2 separate regions of the Danio rerio genome follow, and region 2 is linked to region 1. Evidence: chromatin contacts called from public Hi-C data. All regions are on one chromosome and are shown on one strand. Each heading gives the region's core, a stretch centred on a gene start, on an enhancer-like site or on the middle of the called end of the contact. The rest is flanking DNA. Distances are from core to core; before and after follow the strand shown.

What was found. A called contact is a pair of places that touch in the nucleus more often than the background predicts.
Region 2: a Hi-C map of embryo shows a contact between it and region 1, with 2.2 times the contacts expected there. The contact joins two enhancer-like sites. A contact is called at or near these places in 2 of 18 Hi-C or Micro-C datasets (both in embryo) and 1 of 4 datasets of contacts at active chromatin or transcription factors (gastrula embryo).

What each region holds. Positions count from the first base shown.
Region 1 is chr3:33,200,902-33,207,502 of GRCz12tu, forward strand. The region is part of intron 3 of LOC141381234 (a long non-coding RNA gene); the gene reads right to left. Among named protein-coding and RNA genes, the nearest start is that of tnrc6c1, 12 kb to the left of the region's middle. Within about 2 kb of position 2,985, at least 16 of the 62 cell types and tissues checked have an H3K27ac peak or open chromatin away from gene starts, as enhancers often do.
Region 2 is chr3:33,280,164-33,286,764 of GRCz12tu, forward strand. No RefSeq gene overlaps it. Among named protein-coding and RNA genes, the nearest start is that of tnrc6c1, 91 kb to the left of the region's middle. Within about 2 kb of position 3,753, at least 4 of the 62 cell types and tissues checked have an H3K27ac peak or open chromatin away from gene starts, as enhancers often do.

The DNA of each region.
Region 1 (6,601 bases), core at 1,735-4,234:
GACAGCTGTCATGCTTTGTTTATGGCACATACATGATCAAGAGAATCTCTATTCAGATACATGTTGCTTGGATGCTCTGTTTCCATGAGACTCGATTGTACAATAAAAATATGTTGACTGAAATCAGCACTAGCTTTCAGGCAGGAAACAGACTATAAAGAGAGCAAAGACTAACCGCAACAACTCTTCAAGCATGCAGAGAACAAGAATGAAAAGGAAATCGTTGAACACATTTCGCACTCTCATACTTAAAATATTGCTTCATGTCTTTGCTCAGCGATGGAAAAAATTGTTTATTTTGATTAAATAATTCCTCATTCTGTCTTCACAATTAACTGTGTCATTATTTAGTTTTTTTTTTTTTTAATGTAGGCTACTGCACATCAGAGGATGAGATCTTGAGAAGCAGATGATAAACTGAGAAAGAGCATGACCTTAGCTCTTCCTGATCAATACTCTGTCTGATATTGTAAAATGGGGAGGGGGTCATGCCATTTCTTATTCATTACACATTATTGACAGTTTGTACAGTATGTGTACCGCAATGCAGAGAAAAGGCATGGGATTTACAGTAGAGTCTAAAAGGTACAGTTGTGAAATGCTTTTTTAATAAATGCATATCATTTTAAAAACCAATGTTAAAAGATTTGTCACATTTTCCCCCATTTACTGTATTGATTTTATGTTTATGATAATGCTCACAGTTAACTTTTCGTGGAATAATCAGTAATCAGTTAGATTAGGTCACAATTCATTCTATTAACTACTGGCTAATTACCTATTATTAAGATTTGGACTGTTCACTTGTAGTTATAAAGTATCCTATTCTGCATCCCTAATCCTACTTTATTCTATCTTACTAAATATTAATAAACAGCTAATTAGTAGTTTATTGACCTAGTAGTGTTTGTTAATAACATGAATTTTGATCTAAATCTTAAGTGGATGCAGAATATCTGATCACCTTTACATAATCAATGACATAGTAATAATACAGTTTAGAAATACCACTGTTAATTGTATTTGTTTAGATTAAATTGATTATTTTGAGTTTTAGATTTTTAAAAGTCAAGCGTGTTGTTTTTGACATAAAACAGATTGTTTTCAATTTTCAGAGAAATACAATAACACAATGTGTAATGGACTCCCACAGGACTTTGTTTTAAGACCTCTGCACATATTATTATGTAGACCATAAAGGCCTTGCAAAATTTCAAAATCCGTGGTATCCTTTTTGGCAGGAACTTCTTAGATTTTTGTTAGCCCCAATTAAATTCAGGTGACCAGACTAAAAAATACATTATTTATTAAATAAAACAAACACATGCATTAACAATTAACAATATTTTATTTATTTATTTATTCATTCATTCATTTATTTATTTGCCGCGGCAGCAGTAATGCGGTCGATGTACCAGTCCGTTGTGGTGAAGAAGGAGCTGAGCCGAAAGGCAAAGCTTTCGATTTACTGGTCAATCTACGTTCCTAATCTCACCTATGGTCATGAGCTTTGGATCATGACCGAAAGGACAAGATCTTGGATCCAATCGGCCAAAATGAGTTTCCTTCGAAGGGTGGCAGGGCGCACTCTTATGGATAGGGTGAGGAGCTCTGACACCCGGGAGGAGCTCGGAGTAGAGCCGCTGCTCCTCCACATCGAGAGAAGTCAGCTGAGGTGGCTTGGGCATCTGTTTCAGATGCCTCCTGGACGCCTACCTAGGGAGGTGTTCCAGACATGTCCCACCGGGAGAAGGCCTCGGGGAAGACCCAGGACACGCTGAAGGGACTATGTCTCTTGGCTGGCCTTGGAACGCCTCAGGATCCCCCCAGAGAAGCTGGAGGAAGTGTCTGGGGAGAGGGAAGTCTCTGTGGGTTCCTGTGGGTTCCTGCGACCCAGCCTTGGAAAAGCGCCAGAAAATGAATGAATGAATGAATGAATTTATTTATTTTTTTAGTTTGTTTTTTATTTTGTTTGTTTATTTGTTTATTTTTTAAAAATCAAGGCATTTGAGTGATTTCCCCATGTTGAAGTTGGTTTCCTCTACGTGCTCCGGTTTCCCCCACAGTTCAAAGACATGCGCTATAGTATAGGTGAGTTGAATAAACTAAACTGGCCTAGTGTATGAGTTTGTGTGTGGATGTGAGAGTGTATGGTTGTTTCCCATTACTGGGTTCTGGTTTGAAGGGCATCCGCTGCTTAAAACATACAGTATATGCTGGAATAGTTTGTGGTTCATTTCGCTGTGGTGTGTGGAATGAATAAATGAATGAATAAAAAAATGAAAAGCACTGAAATAGGCTAGATTTTTCCAGGGTATTAGGGTAATGTTTTCCCATCTAAATTTGATCACCTAAGCCAATGAAAAATAAATCATTTGCCTTAATATTTAAGTCTGTGAAAGTACAGGGCATATTGAGTTTCTGTTTAATACACATTCACTGGCCTAAGTAACCTTAACATGTTACATTGGTCCAAAAAAATATTACTTAGTTGAGCTCTTAATCAAAAACATTTAAATTAATTTTTTAAATATTATATATATAAAATATATATTTTTTATTCATATTAGTTTCGAACTTAAAATATATTACTTGAAAAATAAAACAAATAATTTTAAACTGAAATGAAAGATACATTTTTAATTGAATGAGGTACTGCTTTAAAGTTTTTTTTTTTTTTTTTTTAGAGATTCTTTATTTTTTTGTTGCCCAATCTTTGAATCCCATGTGAACCTCGGTTTATTTGATAAGAGGTTATCTCAAATATTCTTAATAGAAATTGTTTGATAGGGCATAAGGAATTAATGTGGTAAATAAATAAAAGAATCCATAAAAACTCCAATAACAAAGGTTACACTTACACTCAGAGGGCTCAAATAGAAACAGAAGCAAAAAAGCAGAGCACTGGGTGCTGGTTAGTAATGAGCATGCCACCGTTGCATGCCTACAGCTCCCCCCTTCCCCTTCCCCCATCACCAGCATCACAGTGATGAATGCATCCCTCCGCTCAGTGACCCCCAAGGTCATAGAAACAGAGTAGTGGAGTATAGTCTCCGCACCATGCGACACGCTTCCAACCCACTCAGCTAACTGCAGCATAACTCACTCTTACAGCCAGACATGAGGCTCATGTCTCCCACCTTACTCTAATCTCAAATGTAATCAAACTGGTTTAATGCAATGTGCTCAGGTTGAAGTGCATTGAAACTGAAGGACAAATAAAGCACACATAAAAAGTAGATCCAAATGCCTGACGTTACCTCAGACACACTGGGTGTTTGATTTAAATTTTGAAATGAACAAAGTTGTAGGAGAGAAAAACAAATAAAGATGTATGTTTCAGCAATTCTACTAGTTACTTAAACATGGAAGCTTGTTTTAAGTTAAAGCAATTAAATTACTCAGCTTTTTTCAAGTAACAAATATTCGCCCCACTTTATATTAAGTGACCTTAACTAATATTTACTTACACTGAAATTAATAATTTGTTACGATGTACTTATTTTGTAAATACACGTTTTTACATTGTACTATGCTTGATTAAATACATGCATGTATTTGCAATGCAATTAATTTCTGTTATTACATACATAATACACTGCTGACCATCCATTACACTTTAACCCATACCTAAACCTACCCATATCCACATACCTGTCCCTATAACTTACCACCAATAACCCCAGAAATGTTCTGCAAAGCATTATGAACACAATAGGTATATTTTTGAATGTAAATACATGTAGTTAAGGCCACTTGATTTAAGAGGGACCCAAATATTAATTCACTACTGAATCAAAAAATTTTATTTGCATCAACCAAACAAAATTTTTGAGTTAAATGATCTCATTTGGGATATTTCAGGTTTAGATTATTAATAGGCAGCGTTTTCAACTCTTGGACTGGACTACACATTTCACTTCCAAATATTTATTATATTCAATTATAAAAAACTCAATTTTCAATGTTCAGAATGTTTCGTTTTACAATTTGTATCGACAATTTCGTTTGACAGATTTGTACAGAAGTCTTACTAGGTTTGGTAGTAGTTAAATAATTAATTAAATATATGACACTTTTTAATTTTTTACTATTTATTTTAGTATTATTCCCCCATGAAATCCAACAAAATTTAAGGGTTAGATGAGTTCATTATTCTAATCTTCATTAATTTATTCATTCATTCAATAAATCATTCATACAGTTACTTTTGGCTTAGTCTTTATTTCAGTGGTTGCCACAGCGAAATGAACCGCCAACTATACCAGCATTTTTTTAATGTAGCGGATGCCCTTCCAGCTGCAACCCAGTAGAGGGAAACACCCATACATTCTAATTCACACACATGCAGCCAATTTAGTTTATTCAATTCATCTATAGCACAAAAATTATGTTGAATAAATTAACAAATATAAATAAATAAATACATAACATATTGTTAAATATTAATGCAAGTATTTGTTTTTTTTTATTAAATAATGTACTTTTTATTCAGGCCACTTGAATTTATTTCGGGCTAACCACACAAAATGTCAACTGACCCAGCCAGGACTTGAACCAGCAACCTTCTTGCAGTGAGGCGACAGTGCTAACCACTGAGCCACCCTGCCACTATTATTATATTTTATTTCTTTATTTTAGATTATAATTTTTTTTTTTTACTTTTGTTAACATAGTGTAATATAATATGATATTTAACAACATTTATTGTTGTTTTATTTTAGCAAAGACATATATTGATCCAAAAGCCCATTTGCTACTTTTAAAATTTGAGTTCTCATTCATTCATTCTTTTTTATCCGGCTTATTCCCTTTATTAATCAGGGGGCGCCACAGCGGAATAAACTGCCAACTTGTCCAGCACATGGTTTTAATTTAGCTTATTCAATTCATCTATACCGCATGTCTTTAGGCCTTGGGAGAAACCGGAGCACCCAGAGGAAACCCACAGCAACACGGAGAGAACATGCAAACACAGAAATTTCTTTGAAATAGTATTAAATATTTCAATGCATGCAAATACGGGGAGGACATGCAAACTCCACACAAAAACTTACCCAGCCGAGGCTTAAACAAGTGATCTTCTTGCTGTGAGGTGATTGTGCTACCCACTGCGTTACCATGATGCCCCAAATTTGAGTTCTTTTAAATTTAAAAGTAGTGCAGAGCCTTTTGCTTCAATTAAAATATTTTTTTTTTATCCCATGAAATCGCATGATACATTTTGAACAGCGTTTTTAAAATCCAATTTATGGCTATTATGACAGCTTTGTTTCCAGATTTTAGATTATTAAACATCTGACTTTTTTATTATTTCTCAGAGTGAGCATTTAAAAAATCTTTTGAAAAAAAAAAGTTTTTTAAAAATCCCATGTGGGCCTTTAAACCTATTTTTTAACATATTTATTTAAGGGTTAGATTACCTCATTAAGTAAAACAAATTAGGTTGAGCATTGACCTGTGTAGTGTAGCATTAAGCAAAGAACACACTCAAAGGCACACAAACACATTGGTATGTAAGCACACAAAAAGACAACAAATGTGATCATAAACGGACACATTGAAAAGAGTATCTCACTAATGCAATCTGACAGCAATCTGAATGAAAACAAGCTTTTCAGGCAACGTCATTAGCAGTTTCCATATGCCATGCTGTATTGTTCTCATATGCTCTCCAGCCTTATTACAGAGGTCTGCCATTCAAAAGCGTTTCCACATGTCAGGGACTGCAGGCCAAGCAATCTCACATGCCACACAGCAGAGTGACACCACATTTATTAAACTTCTCTGCTGGGCACACACACAAACGCACACACTTTCTTCAATGCCAGGGGTTGGGGAAATGGAACCGGGGGGGATGGGGGATCTGAATCTGTTTTCACATTTTAAAAACCAAAGGTAAAATTGTCTGACCTTGACTCATGGAAGTGGAGGGAGGGATGGGAGGAGAAAGAGGAAGGCTGGCAGAAGAACGCCAGCGTATATTAATGAGCTGACAACAGGAGCACAATAGCATGACTGACTGTGATGGGAAGAAAATGGGCCAGGCAGGAAACAATGCTGGATGCGAAACTGGTCCGGTGCTCTCACAACTGTCGCAAGGATTCGCATTAATTCCCGTCAGGAGGAATGAATTTAAACACTTGTCATAAATTTGATGGTGTGCGATTGTCACACAGTAGAATTGAGCTTTCTTTGTGCTGCTGTATCGTTTTCCGAACCGCTGTTGACTGATGTTCCTGTTCGTTATCAGTTCCATAATTAGCTGACTGATGTGGGAAATAAAGAAGGCAGGATTGTGTGAACCTAATATTACTGGACTTGAGAACTTAATAAATTCCAGAGAAGAATTTTCAAGCAGCTGGAGCAGTTTAGTGTGTAGTATTTCCGTGCAATCATCAAAAAAATTTGACGTAGCACAACTGCTTTCAACTTTTAACATATTATATTTTGTGTAGGGTGGCATGGTGGTGCAGTGGTTAGCATCATCACCTCACAGCAAAAAGGTTGCTGGTTGAAGTCTTGGCTTGGGACCTGTATAGATGTTTCCCAGTGTTGGGTTGCAGCTGGAAGGGCATCCACTGTGTAAAACATATGCTGG
Region 2 (6,601 bases), core at 2,503-5,002, 80 kb after region 1:
AGTTCATAAGGTGAACATTAGATCTTCAGGTAAACGGTAATAGCTTAAGTCACTTCCCTTTGTCAGTTGTTTAGGCGTCAGTAGGCGAATCAAGACATCCACGGGAGAAGACGTGAGGAAGAAGAAGAGAGAGAAGATGAGGTGAACCATCCAACTTTGATACAGGCTGATGAGTGAGTAAATGAGGTGGGTATATATGATGTTTGATAATTGTGGGTGCAGGTGCATGTAATTAGTATGCTGGGGATTGTTTGCGGGTGTGGTGAGAGGTGGCTGGTGAGGGAGAGTGGTGATTGGAGCTGCAGGAACGAGCCGAGGGTGTGACAATTACAAATACAATGGACTATTATTATTATAAATATTAATATTCATTCATTCATTCGTTCGTTCGTTCGTTCGTTCGTTCATTCATTCATTCATTCATTCATTCATTCATTCATTCATTCATTCATTTATTCATTCATATTCTTTTCTGCTTAGTCTCCTTATTAATCAGGGGTCGCCACAGCGGAACGCCGATTATCCAGCATATATTTTACGCAGCGGATGCCCTTCCAGCTGCAACCCAGCACTGGGAAACACCCATACACTCTTGCATTCTACTGCCAATTTAGTTTTAAAATAATAATAATTTATAATAAAATAAAAATATATATTTCATCATATCAAATATTTGATTAATTTCACAAGAACTGCATCATACATATTGGTCCAATTTATCCTGCGTCATCAGTTAGGACTCATTAAAAAGTTTGCTCAGAAAAGTAAAGTTAGTTTAGAGATTATATCATTAAATTGTATCAACAACATTGTCTGTCTAAGGCAAATAGCATTTTAAAGGGTCATGACACCCCCCACTTTCGGTTCAAGTCTACCTCAGAATTTTTTCAAAAGATGCATCATAAATTAATGGGCGTGGAGCTCCGTGAGCAAAGGGCAGGAGTGGGCATGGCCAACAGGGGAGAAGGAGGGGAGCGAACAACTGTTGTCAGTTAGCTCACAAAATTAGACACAAACCGTGAGGAGACCCATGATTTTATAGTTTACAGAGTTAAAATCCAAAAAAATAAACAGTAATTTATGCCCTGCTACATTTGTTATTCATAATTTCATATACAGATAACCACAATTTTATCTATACAGATAGATAAAATACACAGATAAAATATACAGATAAACTACAATCATTATAAAGATAATCGTGTTCATTTAAACAATAACATTATAAATGAGGACTTTTCCTTCAATCCCCGGGTCTAAATCATAGGTCTGAATGTAGACTCAGTGCAGCAGGTCTCTGCCCTGTCTATTTTAACCATTAGCCCTGTTGGTAATCTAGAGCATTTAGGCAAACACAGCAGCACGGCGATGTGTCTAAATGTTAACGACCTCTTGATAAAAGACAACGTCCGCCATTCTCCAGTTCTCCTACTGCTCTCCTGACAAAAATGATTGCTGCACACAAACAGCTTTGCTGTATCGGCCTTGACAGCATCGTGGGGAAAAACATGCAACAATACCATTGATCATGGAAACAAACACATACGAGCCTGTGTACCGTCGGTCCGTGTCTCACAGCTTGGCACTGGCAGGTCTATCTTGCCTTCAGAAAGGACGTGCAGTCATGAATATTTAAGAAGCCGGCTCTTCTCATAGGATAAGAAAACTCAGCTATGTATAATAATGAAAAACCGACGTGTCATTTTTGCACTTGCAGTTTTGCGCTACGTCGCCGATTTTGATCCTGCCCCAAAAATCATTTTAAACCCGGAAGCTAAATATTAGCTGACAAAAGCTACAAATCATCCAGTTTTCTCCACAATTACAACTAACTGGTGCTAACATTGTCTTAACTGATGCCCAACACACACAAATCTGTTAAAACCTCAAAAAAGTACTCAAGGGTTTTCCCTTCAGGGTGCTGGTGTCCCTGCAGGGTTTAGCTACAACTTGCCTCAACACACCTGCATGTATACTTCAAGTATACCTAGTAAGACCTTGATTAACATGTTCAGGTGTGTTTGATAAGGGTTAAAGCTAAAATCTGCAGAACACTGGCCCTCCAGGAACAAGTTTGGTGACCCCTGCTTTAAGAGATCCAACCCACCCTGGCCCTTGCTCATGCCATCCGGCAGGCGTTACAGAAGCCTGATGAGCAAATCAGTGCGGTTTCATGATAGTTTTTATCCAGTCATTCTAAGACTTTTGAATAACACCGTATCTTAAATACTATTGATAGCTAGTATGTAATAATATATAAATCAATAAGCACTTAAACTAGAACTAATTGTTAATATCATAGCTATTATAACAAACTGTGCAATTGTTATTTAAGTATTAATTTATTCTCTTCTGTGTTTTTTTAAGTTGAGTTATATTTTATATAACTATACTTTTACATATTAATGAAATTATAAAAGCTTATTTATTATGTTAGGTTTTTATAGTGTATGATGCTTTTTATGTTTGTGGGTCTGATGTAATGTAATTTCTTCTGCATTACAGTTTATTGTGATGTTTTGAATAACAAAAAAAAAAAAAAAAAAAACTGGAAACTACATTTGCCGGCAGCTAGCTCTCTGCAACTCTCACATGGTCACCCACTGAAGCTTAGCAGGGCTGCGCCTGGTCAGTACCTGGATGGGAGACCATATATAAAAGCTAGGTTGTTGCGGGAAGTCGTGGAGCGGCCAACCTGTGGTCTGTGTGGATCCTAAAGCCTCAGTATATTGATGGGGACTCTATACTGCTCAGTGAGCGTTGTCTTTCGAATGAGACATTAAACCGAAGTCTCATCCGAAAGACGTCGCTCACTGAGCAGTATAGAGGCCCTATCAATATACTAACTCTCTGTGGTCATTAAAAATTCCAGGATGTCCTTCAAAAAAAAGAGTAGGGGTTTAAACCTGACATCTTTGCCAAATTTGCCCACTAGCCTCTTTCCATCATAGCCTCCTAACCATCCCCATATCATAAATGGCTTGATCACTCTGTCTCCTCTCCACCAATCAGCTGGTGTTAGGTGTGGGGTCTGGAGCAATATGGCTGCTGTCGTGTCATCAAAGTGGATGTTGCGCACTGGTGGTGGAAGAGGAGATTCCCCCAAAAAATGTATTTAGTGCTTTGAGTGTCTAGAAAAGCTCTATATAAATGTAAGCTATTGTTATAATAATAATAATAATAATAATAATAATAATAATAATAATTATTATTATTATTATTATTATTTTGCACCTAATCTACTAAAATCCACACTTTTCTAGAGTGATTTTCATCTCCAAAAGCATCCACACATTTTAGGACACTGTACGTAAAAAAAGAAAATATCAGAAAATGATCTGCTTTCATTACAGTTTTCAGATGATAAAATGAAGAATAATGGCACTAGATAAAGGCGCTATTTCATAGAATTATCTCACGATTCATCTTTTCAGCCATTGTTAAAGCACCTTCCACAAAACCACTCGGATATGAGAAAAAAAAATATCGAAATTTCCAAGAGGGCATTATTAAAAGGTACAATGGGGGTTGGGCGGAGTGCTGGGCTGCCACGCGTCTTAAATGAAAAATGGCTTTCTGTGTCCCAGGAGCCTGTGAGCGCTGATGCCTTTAGATGCCCAAGCAGGCGAGCATATAAAACCAGGCACATGCAAAACAAGGGGGGAAAAAATGAATATGCGAACAAAGGCGGAGCTCCAATCCCCTGGGGTGTGAGGGCGAGGACGGGTGCGGGGAGAACTCAAATCACCTCATCCAGAGAGCTACATCATTTGCATGGTGCATAATCTCCAAGGTTCTGCCATGCAAATGCTTCATAATGTTGATACGGGCGACTTTCGAGTGGCTGTCAGGGGTGAATTTATATGTGCACTGCCAGCCAATGCAGGGCTCTAAATCACTTTCAATTAGGTGACACTTTCAATATACAGCCTCTGATTTAGAGATATGGAGAGTTCCTCCTGCATCAAGGCCTGAATCCAGCCAATGTATTGCCGTAATATCAGATTTCATTTAGCATTTTCAGTCTTGCCCTCCTTTGCCAAGTCTTTTTTCATTTTTTCTGAGGCACATTCAAAAAGTCTTTCTGTTTTAGCTGAAAGGAGCCACATTTAGTATGTTTATTACAGCTCATGCTTCAATAATAAATAAGAAGAACAAAAATAGATTACTTTTTTTTCTGACTGAGCCATTTTAATCCAGAGAGCACATTTTTGTATACTTATACATTAAATAAATAAATAAATAAATAAATAAATAAATAAAGATTACTGCTACTTGTTCAAACAGCCTGTTTAAAATGAGCTGAAACAACAACATTTTTGTAATTTCGTTAGCCAGTTTATTTGGTTTATATTCAGACTACTTAAATTTGTAAACCATTATGTAAACTTAAGAGTTTTGTGTTGGGACAACATGAAGGAATTGTTAGAGGATTTGTAGTTTCCAGCATGCTTTGCTTGGGATTGAATTAAGAGAGGGAAATGTTGACAATATTTAATAATTGACAATAATTAACAATTAATCTTAGGTGTTTAAAGTTAATAGAAAGACTTGTTAGAGTTTAATCTTCACTTTAGTTTAAAGATTTAGAAGATTTTCTTTGAGTTTTGAGATGACCACCTTACAGAAGCACCCATGTGTTGGGTGTTGGCAGCCTAATTAGCAAGAATGTAGTTTGCTGCATAGCTCAGTGAGCAATAACTGTCCTAAAATTAGTTCTGAGATCAGTATATCAACAGTATATGTTACTCATGAAATATGCTTAAAATGGCTTTTTTTTGTTTGTTTATTTAGCATAACATCAAATAAAACAATCATCAATTCAAAGAGACTATGAAATGTACAACATACAGTAACAGACATACTTGATATTATCAGATCTTTGAGTTTAAGTTAAAGAAAAATGTTAATTTATTTAAACATTTACTTGATGAAATCATGTTGGACCAACTCAATTGCATATAATTATCTAAATAGTTTTTATTTTATTTTATTTTACAGTAGTTGGTGTCAAACAAATTTATAGGATGGAAGTCCTGCCCTCAATTAAATTGAGTTCATCCAACGAGCTTTTTTTTTGTTGAGTGGATGAAATTCTTTTAAATGTATATTAACAAATGGAACTAAAACATGTCTACAATTTGATACATTTAGAATTTCAACAGTACATTTTTCTCAGTTTTTTTTTTTTACCCAACTAAAAATATATGGAAAATATCATAACTTTACAAAGACGTGGAAGTTCCCATGAGTTCCCAGAAAGAACTTATTAATGAAATGATCCTCTGGGAATTAAGTCTGAAACAAGGAGAAACCAATTCTAAATTCAAAATCTAATATGGCTGTTTAGTGCATCATTCATTCATTCTTTTTCTTTTCGGCTTAGTCTCTTTATTATTCTGGAGTCGCCACAGCGGAATGAACCGTCAACTTATCCAGCACATGTTTTACGCAGCGGATGCCCTTCCAGCCGCAACCCATACACACTCATTCACACACATACACAATGGACAATTTAGCCTACCCAGTTACGATACAATGCAATTCACTATATGTGAAGACACACAAAAAAAAAAAAAATTAATACGGCCCCAGTTTGCTAAAAAAAAGTTATTAAAAAAACTTCTTTTTATATTTTTTGATGGGTATTGTTAAAAATTGAAGCATCAATTCCCACATCTAATGTCCTTAACCATGCACGAATGCCCAGAAGCTCTAGCTCCAGAAATATTTTCCCATTGAGACTTAAAAACAGTTGTTGGCTGTATCTGTAGAATATTTTACAGTAACCATACATTTTTTCATATCAGTTTAACAGAACAGTTGTGTTTATCCACATTTTACCATAAAGCTAGTTTGAAATAGCCCAGTTTTTATTTACTGTAAACAAATAGCAATGTATTTTGATAGCATTAACAGTTGCTTATGTTCGTAGGAGTGGGTGAAGTTAAAGATGTTTTCGGGAAACCAGATAATTTAGATTTTCTTCAAAAATTCAGCTGTTAATGTGTTTAAAGAGTGTTTAAAAAGAATTAAGTTGAATTAATGCAAACAGATTTCATTATGCAACAAAATCATACAATCGATTACAAAACACAGTCCTCACAATATGCTTAAAAAACTACATTGAATAAATTGTAAATTGAAAAGTAAATTGAATTAAAAAAAATAATTTAGAAAAATTCATTATTTTCATAAATAAATTAAATTAGGTTAGTCTAAAAAAATCAAGCAGTACTTCATCCAATTAAAAATGTATCTTTCATTTCAGTTTAATATTATTTGTTGTATTTTTCAAGTAATATATTTAAAGTTAAATATAAATGTTTTTGATTAAGAGATGAGCTAAGAAATATTGTTTTGAACAATGTAAAATTGTAAGGTTAGTCAGTGCATGCATATTAAACAGAAGCTCAATATGCATAGTACTTTCATAAACTTAAAAAAAAAATACTGTTTAGGGCAAATTTTTGATTTTTAGTTGGCTCAAGTGATTAAATGTAGATGTAAAACCATTACCCTAACTTTTTTTTTATTGGATGAATGAACATTTTGTGTGAATTTTTATTTTGATTAAAGCTATATCTTCTTGCTTAGAACA